Regions from separate parts of the Sus scrofa genome. Here region 1 is linked to region 2. The links are chromatin contacts, called in public Hi-C maps. All regions are on one chromosome and are shown on one strand. The core of a region is the stretch at or near the end of the contact, and the rest is flanking DNA. Distances in the headings are between cores, read along the strand shown.

What was found. Hi-C and Micro-C count contacts between places; a contact is called where the count stands out from the background.
Region 1: a contact with region 2 is called in a Hi-C map of liver, with 5 times the contacts expected there. The contact joins two enhancer-like sites. A contact is called at or near these places in 1 of 47 Hi-C or Micro-C datasets (liver) and 2 of 2 datasets of contacts at active chromatin or transcription factors (alveolar macrophages and skeletal muscle).

The regions. Positions count from the first base shown.
Region 1 is chr13:69,203,310-69,209,136 of Sscrofa11.1, forward strand. All of the region lies in intron 1 of TMCC1 (transmembrane and coiled-coil domain family 1), which reads right to left. Among named protein-coding and RNA genes, the nearest start is that of TMCC1, 18 kb to the right of the region's middle. Within about 2 kb of position 2,327, at least 8 of the 83 cell types and tissues checked have an H3K27ac peak or open chromatin away from gene starts, as enhancers often do. A contact at or near this core is called in liver, where this site is marked.
Region 2 is chr13:69,127,362-69,133,801 of Sscrofa11.1, forward strand. All of the region lies in intron 1 of TMCC1 (transmembrane and coiled-coil domain family 1), which reads right to left. Among named protein-coding and RNA genes, the nearest start is that of TMCC1, 93 kb to the right of the region's middle. Within about 2 kb of position 2,545, at least 4 of the 83 cell types and tissues checked have an H3K27ac peak or open chromatin away from gene starts, as enhancers often do. A contact at or near this core is called in liver, where this site is marked.

The DNA of each region.
Region 1 (5,827 bases), core at 1,077-3,576, 76 kb after region 2:
GAACCATGAGGTTGCAGGTTCGATCCCTGGCCTTACTTAGTGGGTTAAGGATCTGGCATTGCTGTGAGCTGAGGTGTAGGTCTCAGAAGCGGCTCAGATCCTGTGTTGCTGTGGCTCTGGTGTAGGCCTGCAGCTACAGCTCCGATTCGGCCTTTACCCTGGGAACCTCCATATGCCTTGAGTCTGGCCCAATTAAAAAGAAAAAAAAAATGTCTGTACATAAAATGAGAAATAAAAATTAATGTACAATATATATGTTCTGACCCTGAAGCTCAAAAGTGAAAAGAATGTATACATGTGTGTGTAACTGAGTCACCTTGCTGTACAGTAGGAAATCGACAGAACACTGTAAACCAGCTATAACAGAAAAAATTAAAATAATTGTAAAATTTTTAAAAAAGAAAAGAAAAAAAGTGAAATCTGGTCTGTTCCCACTGACTGACAAGATCACAGGTCACGATGATATAACATCAAGATAAACCAATTTTTTTTATGGCCGCACCCACAGCACATGGAAGTTCTGGGCCAGGAACTGAATCTGAGTCACAGCTGCAACCTACACCATAGCTGCAGCAACACCAGATCCTTTAACCCACTGTGCCAATCAGGGAGAGAACCCACACCTCCACAGCAACCCGAGCTGATGCAGTCAGATTTTTAACCCACTGCACCAGAGACGGAACTCCAAAATAAATTACCTTTTAACAAATACCTACTAAGGCCAATATTGTGCTAACTTGCCAAAGTTCCCAATTTTTTTTTAGACAAAATGCTATACTATGATTGCTAAAGAAAAACCAACCTGTTCTAGTGCCTACTTTCTATAATAAATGCTGCTGGTCTGTCCTTTGTCTTTTTATTTACTATGAGTCTTTGGAAGCTAATGATCACAAGGCAAATCCATGTAACAACATTCTGGATAAACAAAAGAGCAGTGCAATTTGGGTGCTAAAATTCTCCCTCTCTCCTAAGATTCAAGGCTCCTGATAAAGTACTTAAATATCTTATGAATAAAAAGGGGAAAGCAGAAGTAAATTCACATACTACATTCCTTTAGCGGTCCAATTACTCTAAAGTCTATATACCTTTTGCAATATAAAGGAAAAGGAGGATAAATTTAACTTAAAGAGTTTACTTGACTTTCTATTATGCTGAGAGCCCTCATCATAAAAGCTGTTGCTTGGAACAGAGGCAATACAAGTCATATTTAAAAAACAAAACAAAACTTAAAGAGGCAGTCTCTGATGGTAACTGTGCATAACAAACTCACCAAGGTCAAGAACACCCCATCTATACCTTCAACTGTATTAAAGGAAACATACACATTCTGGACCTTTGAGCTAGGATCAATAAACCTAAAAATCACTTGCTTTGGCAACCATGGTTTGCTCTATAAATACCTTTACTACAAAACAACTAAAAAAGCCCAAATACACCTTCATCTCTCACTTATTCCTTCTTTTCCAGTCTCATATGATGCCCTTGACAGGGAATAAAATATTCCTGACAGCTTCAGCTACCTGACACTAAAAACACAAATAAGAGAGATCCTGATTGGTTTTCATTTTAAAAAATATAATTTTCAACTCTTTTTTAGGAAAACAAACAATACTAGTTCACCCAAGCAGATCTTTGGGTTTTAAATTTTATCTTTAATTATTTTTAATTCTAACATTGTCATTAAATCCTACCTACTCTTCCACTGTCTGTTCCATTCCCAGAGTTATCAATTCAGCTCAGTATTTTTAAAAGCACCTATTACTACGACATGATAGTCACTACTCAACCATCCCATCTCCTTATGAGTTCCTATACTAGTTACTTCTCAGGTAATAACCCCCTTATCATTAAGGGCCTGTCTAGTAGCAGTCATCCCCTCACTTTCACCTACTGAGCCTGGCCTTGGGGCACCATCTTGTGGTCAGCAACAAGAATTATCCTTCAAGTCACTTTTTTCCCCCTTGGGAGACTGCTACACCTAGGCTTTCTGGTTTTGCTAAAAGTCCAATTAATTCAATCTTATAAGTCTCTCTCTCATTCGAACAGAGAAGAATGCTATCCTGCTGTAATTTACTACAGAGGGTAGAGTTCCTTATTTATAAACTTGGGGTAATCTAAACTCTTAAGAATTATGTGTTACTGAATTAAGAAAGAGAAAGAATGGGGTTTTGAGAGCTACTTCAAAGATGAACTCCAGAGATCAGCAAGTGCTGAGCTCTATGTGCCTTTTCCAGTGTTGGTCTCAGCTACAAAGTCCTTCTGGGCCTGCACAGCCCTGATTCCACTCTGTGGAGATATGGGCCAATGGGGACAGAAGTCTGAAGCTCCTGCTGCTCCTGAGGTGCCAGTCTCGAGGCAGAGAAAGCAGCTGGGACAGGGCTGCATGGGACCTCCAATACAGGAGAAAGGTGACAGACAAGTTGTGCCTTTCCTTGCGCCATGCCCACAGCTATCTAGTTTCACTACCTGGAATTTACAGAGCTGGAAACCATCATAGTACCAAGGGTAGTTCAGCTATTCAGTGCGAATACATCCCAATATTTTGGCCCCTTAGCCACCAAAAAGTGGAAACTACCCCAGGAAGAGTTATCCCACCTGCCCCTTCTATTCCACCTGCCTGACCCCACCCTTTCCTCTTCTCTAATTTTCAGATTTAGCTAGGCATTACAGAAAAAAAAAAAAAAATTCCCTCTCCAAACAGAGAGCAACCCACAAAATTACCCTAACTGCAGCCTAGTAAAGGTATACTACTTTTTCTAAATTCATCTATAAGAGGAAAATGATAGTGTGAGCTCTGAAGTGATATTAACTTTTAAACAGAGAATCAGGTTCATTAAACTCAAAGTATTCCTTCACAACTAAATGTTGTCTTAGAAGTTGGCAGGTCCTAACACTACATGACAGTAACTTCTGAGCTGAACTCCCTGATACAACAGCTATTTTTTTCCTATTTTATTCTACCTTGAATATAACTATGTGGGACTTCCTGTTCATGGCTCGTTGGAAAAGAATCTGACTACCATCCATGAGGACACGGGTTCAATTCCTGGCCTCATTCAGTGGGTTATTGCCATGAGGTGTGGTATAGGTCGCAGACACGGCTCAGATCTGGCGTTGCTATGGCTGTGATGTAGGCCCACACCTACAGCTCCGACTTGACCCCTAGCCTGGGAACCTCCGTATGCCACAGCTGTGGCCCTAAAAAGAAAAAAAAAAAAAAAGAATATAACTATGTAAAAATTCAACTGTATTTTCAACACACAATCCCTGTTTTAAAAATCTATAATGAGGAGTTCCCGCTGTGATGCAATGGGATTGGCGACATTTTAGGAGCACTGGGACGCAGGTTTGATCCCTGGCCTGGCACAGTGGGTTAAGGGTTAAGGATCTGGCACTGCTGCGGAGGGCAGCCAAAAAAAGGAAAAAAAAATTAAATAAAATAAATAAATTAAAATCTGTAATAGGAGGTCCCTATATCAAACCACATCATCAAAATTTAGTGTCATCTTTTTTTTTGGGGGGGGTCTTTTTAGGGCCATACCTGAGGCATATGGAGGTTCCCAGGCTAGGGGTCGATTCAGAGCTAGAGCCACTGGTCTACACCATAGCCACAGCAATGCCAGATCTGAGCCATGTTTTCAATCTACACCACAGCTCACGGCAACACTGGATCCTCAACCCACTGAGCACGGGCAGGGATCGAACCTGCATCCTCATGGATACTAGTCAGATTTGTTTCTGATAAGCCATGACAGGAACTCCTAGTGTCATATTCTTAATGATAAATCAAAAACCTCTACCCTAAACTAAAAACTTTAAAATCAGCTACATATAATCATGCACTCTTCCAATCTTATCTCTCATTACTTCCTTAAATGTCTTACTAGTCCTCATAGTGGTTAGGCCCTAAGGTTCCTTGTGAGATATAAATAAATGTAACTAACACATGGTCCTAGACTTGAAAGGTTCACAATTGGGGTTTTTTTCTTTATTCTTTTTAAAGCTCATCTCAGCTATTCTGAAAATTGAAATCTGCATGTATTGGGCTGTCTTACAACAGAGAAGATCTATACCCTAAAACATCCTCCAAGGAGAACATTCTCTGTAAAGCTTCTGTCAACACTTGACCCTATACTTAGCTTTCCCTTTTCTAAACTTCTAGTGTCCTTAATTTCAGTAACAGCTGATTATACAGTGTTCTCTATCAAAGCTTTTAAATGCTAAGAAAGAGTTATAAAATGCTATAGATATTGATCGTCTTAGCCCTCTAGAGTGACTGCATCAACCACCTCAGCTGTAAACACGTCATCATTTTGTCCTGCTCCAAATTTTCAAATGAGAAGTAATATTAAATACTATTTAGTACAATGACTTCATCTTGAAAATGAAGGAAATGAAACCTAGACAATTTGTTTAAGGTAACACTGATATTAAATGACAGAAATAAGACATCCTCAGAATCTAAAACTACAGGCTCTTGACTTCTGAGGTTGATTATACCACATCACACTGCTTCTTTTTTTTAATTTTATTTTTAGGCTGCATCTGCAGCATGCAAAAGTTTCAGGGCCAGTAAAGGAACCTGCACCAGAGTAGAGACCAGAGCCACGGCAGTGGCAACACCATATCTTTAACCTGCTGAGCCACCAGGGAACTCCCCATACTACCTCTTCAATTGCCACTTATGTAAATCTTGCCATCCCAACAAGACTGTAAGGTCTTTCCAAATAAGGTTATAAGATGATTTATATACAGTTCTTATCTCTCTCAAAGTGCTAATATGGTACTTAAAGAATAGTTATTGCTGGGATAAAAAGCACTTGTTATAAAGAAATGTCCCATTTAATAAAAAGATTATTTTAATTTATATATTTGGAAATTTGTATGAACAGTATAAATATTTGTTTGTATTCATATATATACACAAATAAAATGTGAGAGAGAGGACAAATACACTTTGGAAGAAAGGGTGACTTGAAACTGTACCTTAGTTGGAGTTCCCGTCGTGGCGCAGCGGTTAACAAATACGACTAGGAACCATGAGGTTTCGGGTTCGATCCCTGGCCTTGCTCAGAGGGTTAAGGATCTGGCGTTGCCGTGAGCTGTGGTGTAGGTTGCAGACGCAGCTCGGATCCCATGTTGCTGTGGCTCTGGTGTAGGCTGGTGTCCACAATTCCGATTAGATCCCTAGCCTGGGAACCTCCATATGCTGCAGGAAGTGGCCCTAGAAAAGGTGAAAAGGCAAAAATACAAAAAAAAAGAAAAAAGAAAAAAAAAGAAACTATACCTTAGAATAGGTAAATTGACATGACTACTCTAAAATCTATATATAAGCACTTGAGTTTGTTAAAAACAAGACAATAGGCCCCCAATGGAGTCGCTAATGCTAATCCTCACATCATCAAAGTGGGAGTTAAATAAATTACAGTTTTGCCTATCTCAGAAATGGATTCAAACCAGTCAATCAGAAATGGGCCAATTAGCATCAGTTAGGTAACCCCTGCCAACCTCTATAGGGAAAGTAACCTAGAAATAAACATTAAGTTTTTTGCCTAGTATTACCTTGTTCCTGCTCCCTTCTATCAAAATCTTTCATCTTGTATAGCTTTTAAGAGTTCCTGTCTATTTGCTAGACCATATGCTGCCTAATTCATGAATCACTGAATAAAGCCAGTAGGACCTTTAAATTTACTCAGTAGATTTTTCTTTTTTTTTTTTTTTTTTAGGGCCACATGCATGGCATATGGAGGTTCCCAGGCTAGGGGTCAAACTGGAACTGTAGCTGCCGGCCTATGCCACAGCCACAGCAACGCAGGATCCGAGCAGA
Region 2 (6,440 bases), core at 1,295-3,794:
AACACCTGGACTCAACAACTACTAACCTTTTACTTTAAACCCACACGTGCGCGTGCACACGTGCGCACACACACAGACACACAGCTAAGTCACTTAGAGTAAATTACATATGATACTCTATACCAAAATACTTCAGCATATATCTCCAAAATTTAAGGCCATTCTCCTAAATAAAATATCACTGTAATGCCTACCAAATTTGCTAATTCAATAACATCATCTAATATCTAGTCATACTGAAAGGTTAAAAAGTATACAAACCTACAGATGATAGAGATTATAGTTTTAATAAAATACATATAGGACATATGGACTACTCACAACAGTTTCACTATCACCAAGAGTCTAACAAAGCCACAGCTAAAAAACACTGGTCATAATCATATGTCTTAGGGTAAGAAAACAATCAAACAAAAATCCAGAACTGTATTTGTTTCTCTAAAGAAAGTGTTTTTAACTTCCACATTTGGCTCCTCAGTTATAATATTATACTACTGTTTCAAAAGAAACATTTCTGATCAGGTGCTATAATAACTAGGAAACTGAGGCCTGGAAAGGATTTCTATATGTTATTACATAATTCTGCTGTAATACCAGTTACTAATTCATAATCTACCTTATTTCCAAAAAAAGAACTTGATATGTTTTATAAAATTTATACATTTTTAATAAACAATGAAAGTTATAATTAAAGAACAAAAGATATATTGGGATACATGAAACAGGTAACTGAATTAGAAACACAAACTAAGGCTAGTCACTGCAATTGAGTACTTTAGAATTTCTGTATATATATGAATGACTGGGTCACTTTGCTGTACAGCAGAAACTGACACAATACTGTAAATCAACTATACTTTAATAAAAAAAAAACTTTTTAAAGAATACTTTTGAATTTTCTGGCAACCAAAGCAAAAATGGAAATATGTTATACTTTTTTGTTAGCTGTTTAAAAAAAAATGCTCAAGAAGTTATCAGCATATTTAATCGGAGAATTTTGCATGTGGATTTTTATATAAGAAAAATGTACTAATAACTGAAATCTTTTACAATGATTAATACAAAAGATAGGAAAACATTATTTGTAGGTGCGTATTATATCCAAATATAACAAAAGTCAAGGGCTTATTATAAAACCAAAGATGCGGAGTTCCCGTCGTGACGCAGTGGTTAACGAATCCAACTAGGAACCATGATGTTGCAGGTTTGATCCCTGCCCTTGCTCAGTGGGTAACGATCCAGCATTGCCGTGAGCTGTGGAATAGGTCGCAGACACGGCTCAGATCCTGAGTTGCTGTGGCTCTGGCGTAGGCTGGTGGCTACAGCTCTGATTCAAACCCTAGACTGGGAACCTCCACATGCCACAGGAGCGGCCCAAGAAACAGCAATAAATAAATAAATAAATAAAACCAAAGATGAATGAATGCATTTCTTTAAGAGCTAAAACAACACAGTTGAGGCCTGCAGTTTTTGCTAATCTCACTTGATACTGGAAGAGGGCTAGGAATGTCTGAGGGACAAATAGGTAGCATATCCATTAGCATATTATTATTAAATATCAAGGATCTAATCTGTTTTGTTTTTTTTTTGTTTTTTGTTGTTTCTGTTTTGTTTTGTTTTTGCTTTTTAAGGCCACACCTGCAGCATATGGAGGTTCCCAGGCTAGGGGTTGAATTGGAGCTGTAGCTGCTGGCCTATGCCACAGTCACAGCAATGCAGGATCTGAGCTGTGTCTGGGACCTACACCACAGCTCACCACACCACTGGATCCTTAACCCACTGAGTGGGGGCCAGCGATCAAACCCACAACCTCATGAATACTAGTTGGGTTTGTTAGCATTGAGCCACAATGGGAACTTCCTAATCTGGGTTTTTTTACTGAAAACAAAGTACACACAAGGTTGAGCTCAATGCTAAGTAGTCTGTCAATAAGCTTATAATCTCCATGTAGTAACAGCCTAATAAAAATTTTTTCCCAATTCTAGTTTGCCTTCACACCAAAAAGATTCGATGCCCTGTGTTCACAAGGGATAAGAAGTCTGGCACCACCTTGTTGCATAAGACAGTGAAAGGAAGAAAGACGCTGGAAACCTAGGCAGTCTAATTTCAGATTCCCTGCTCTGAAATACTAAATAGGAGAGAGGTCAACTAGATCTAGGAATTAAACCTCTGGTTTCCTCTTTTCCTACTCCCCATCATTTATTAAATACACGTGAACATACAAAATTAGAACAGAGCCATCACCTTTATCTCAAATGTCTCTCAACTTTTCTTCTGAATCCCACTTCTGCCATTTCTAAGAAGCATGGTATTATAAATGAAAATGGTTCAGGCCTTTGTGACCTGAGACTCTTACTTCATTTTCCAGTGCTTCATCACATAAAGCACAGACCCAATTATATGCTTTTTGTCTTCATATTTCCTCACAGATCTATTTTCATAAACACCAACCGCTATGGATTTCTACACAGAAACTGAAAGTCTGCAAATCAGAATTGGAGTTCAAAGTTCTTTGTTTCCCCTGTGCCAGCTGACAACATCGCCAATAGCTAAACTCCAGCAAAGAGAAGCATGTCCACTGCTTATTAATTTAGTAGCAGCAGCAGGATAACAACTAAAGCTTGAACTTTGTACCTGTCATCACAAAGATAATGGCAGAGGATCAACCAAGGAAAAAAACCATTCTGCTCTTTTCTTTTACTCTTTTCCTGGTCTATTAGTCTTGTATTTCCAAATAGTAGTTTTCAATTCAACCCCGGGAAGGAGCTGAAAGAGCAGAGCTTTGAAGCACTCAAGATCTGCTTAGTTCCACAGCATTTGGAATTAACTATAAGCACTTTGCTGGTCGGGTGAGAAGGGTCCTCAAAGGCCATGAGTATGAGAATTAATTCTAAGAAGTCACCTCCTCATGATTCAATGCAATGTTCACCCATCTTCACAAGCTACTGTACAATTTTGGCCTCTTGCACTTACCTCTGCTTTCCAGACTTCTTTACCTCTCTGGTGTTCTGTCTTTCCTTTGTCTCTTGAAGAAAAATCTCTTAAGATTCCAGCAGATACATGGATAAACTATTATATGACCATGCTTCATAACATTTAGCTCTTCTGGTATGTATAAGTTAAGCTAATGGGATATACTTTTGACCTATAAACATATGGTACTGTCCCACCTCACCTCTGAGATCACCAATCTCAGATGGTACTGTCCCACCTCACCTCTGAGATCACCAATCTCAGGACTAATCACCCCTTCAGAATTACAGCTTAAGCTTTGGTGTCTAATAAATTAAATTTCATTGGTGCTACCATATTCCCTCCTCCTACTCCACCCACCAGGATCTACTATCTTTCCAGCCAAAGTCAAGGTGGTATAAAGAAATCATGCAGAACTGGATCAGAATCACTACTCTATGGATTACTAACTGCACAATTTTCTGCCTGCCTGCCTTCCTTCCTTTCTGTCTTTTTAGGGCCACACCCATGGCATGTGGAGGTTCCCAGGCTAGGGGTCAAATCTGTACCTGCTGGCCACAGCCGCAGCCACAGCAACAAAGGATCCGAGCAGCATCTGTGAGCCACACCACAACTCACAGCAATGCCAGATCCTTAACCCACAGAGCAGGGCCAGGGATTGAATCTCATCATCATGGATCCTAGTCAGATTCATTACCACTAAGCCACGACAGGAACTCTTGTACAACTTTCAAAACCACTGAACATCAGTTTCTTCATAATCAAAGTAAGGATACAGCACATCTTTCAGAATTGTTTTGAGGACAGACACACATATTTTCAGATGCTGCTGCTGCCACTCTACTACTACATGAATAAAACCAAATTTTAAGAATAATCCCTTTTATGTACATGGCTCTTTACAGAAGTGCTTGAGGTAATTAATTTGACAGAAATCTCCATTTTACAAAAAAAGGAGGTTGAAGCTTGCACATGGTTCTGAATATGGTGGGGCCTAAATGTCAGCTACTATTCTGAAGGTTGACTTATTCAAAGTCACATACATAGTGTATGTCAAGATTAGAACCAAGGAATCCTGACTCTTCCTTAACATTCTTTCCATGATAAAAAAAATCATGGCCATCAGATCATTTGTTTTGTTTGGTTTGGTTTTGGCTGTACCTGCAGCATGCAGACATTCCTGGGCCAGGGATAGAACTCTCGCCATATCAGTGACACTCTCCACAGCAGGGATAACACCAGATCCTTAACCACTAGATCACCAGGTCATTTCTTGACAGACTTCTAACACTACAACTTCATTTTCCAATTTGATATTGTAATTCCTCCTTAGCAGAAGAGGAATGGTTTCCAATTGCCTGCCATGAGCAAAGGACTCTCTGATCTAAACATAACTTACCTAGAAGCCAGATTAGAACACTTTCATTTGTCACTGACATCTCTCCTTTTAAAGCAATGTTTAAGAATCATTTCCCTTGCCAAGACAACTCAATAGTCTTTCCAAAAAGAATGTAATGATGGAGTTCCTGTCGTGACTCAGGGGATAATGAACCCAACTAGCATCCATGAGGACACAGGTTCAATTCCTGGCCTCACTCAGTGGGTTAAGAATCCGGCATTGCCAAGAGCTGTGGTGTAGGTGGTAGGTGCGGCTCGGATCTCTCATTGCTGTGGCTCTGGAGCAGAATGGCGGCTACAGCTCCAATTCGACCCCTAACCTGAGAACCTCCATATGCCATGGTGTGGCCCTAAAAAGACAAAAAAAAAAAAAAAGAGTGTAATGGTATAGGTGGGTATCAACATGCCAAAGAGTGAAGTTGAATTCCTCCTCACACCATATGCAAAAATTGACTAGATAGATCAAGGATCTAAATGTAAGAGCTGGAGTTCCTGTTGTGGCTCAGCACTAACAAACCTGACTAGTAGCCATGAAAACTCAGGTTCAATCCCTGGCCTTGCTCAGTGGGTTAAGGATTCGGCATTGCCGTGAGCTGTGGTGTAAGTTGCAGACACGGCTTGGATCTGACATTGCTGTGGTTATGGCACAGGTCAATGACTATGGCTCCAATTCCACCCCTAGCCTGGGAAGCTCCATATGCTGCGAGTATGGCCCTAAAAAAAAAAAAGGGACTTGTACCTGATTATGTAAAGCACTATTGTAACTAAATATTAGAGAGAAAACCCAATTTAAAAATGGGCAAAGGACCTGAATAGACATTTCTCAAAAGATGCACAAATGTGTACAAATATGCACATGAAAAGATGCTCAACATCATTAGCCATTAAGGAAATGCAAATCAAACACGCAATGAGATATCACTTCACACCTAACTAGAATATCTATAATAAAAGAGTCAGATAAATAACTAGAGTTGGTGAGAATGTGGAGAAAATTACTAGATGATTGGTGGGAACGTAAAATGGTGCAATCTCCTTGGTAAATGGTTTGGCAGTTCCTCAAAGGATCAAACAGAGTTAACACATGATCCAACAATTCCACTCCTAGGTATATACCCAAGAGAAATAAAACATATATTCATACAAAAACTTGTCACAGATACTCAGAGTAGTATTATTCACAGTATCAAAAAGTTAGAAACAACTCAAATGTCTATCAACTGATGAATGGATATATAAAATGTAATATATCTTTATAATGAAATACTATTTGGTAGTAAAAAAGGAAATACTGATATACAACACAAAGTATAATCTTGATAACAGTTTGCTACATTAAAGAAGGTAGTCACAAAGGACCACATATTTTATGATTTGGTTTACATAAAATGTCCTGAATATGCAAATCTATAAAGACAGAAACTAGGTTAGTTGCCTAGGGTGGGGGCAATGGGGAGACTGGGCAGAAATGGTTAAGATGTATGGGGGTTTCTTTTTGTGGTAATAAAAGTGTTCTAAAATTAACTGTGTGGTGATGGTTACAAAACTCTGAATATAGTAAAAAGTCATAAAATTGTATAGTTTCAATGGGTGAGTTGTATAGTATGTGAATTAGATTTTTAAAAACCTGTTAAAACTTGCTAAAAGCTGTTAAAACTTAAAAATCACTCCTTCATGAAATATTTCTAACAGGACTTGTGCTTTCAGCTGGTACATACCAAAGAAAGAGTCCTAGCCCAGGAGAGAAGAATCACACTGATTCTCAGTTTGGGCACCAATAACCTGTGTAAACAAGTCTCACTAAGGCCCAAGTAGTAATCTTATCTCTGAAGCCTCTTATAATAAAATTCTTGGCTTAATCAATTCTCTTAGAAAGATCTTGTAATTTGGACAAATTTGAACTTGATCAGCAGCTGAGAATTCTAGGGAGGCTGGGATAAGGGATAAGGAAAGAATTAAATATTCCTATAAAACACTTCTGTAAAGTGCCATTTATACTTCATGGTGTCTAATATGGTGAATCTTTGGAATGTGCAGTTAACCCTCTATATGTTATATAAAAGTATTCA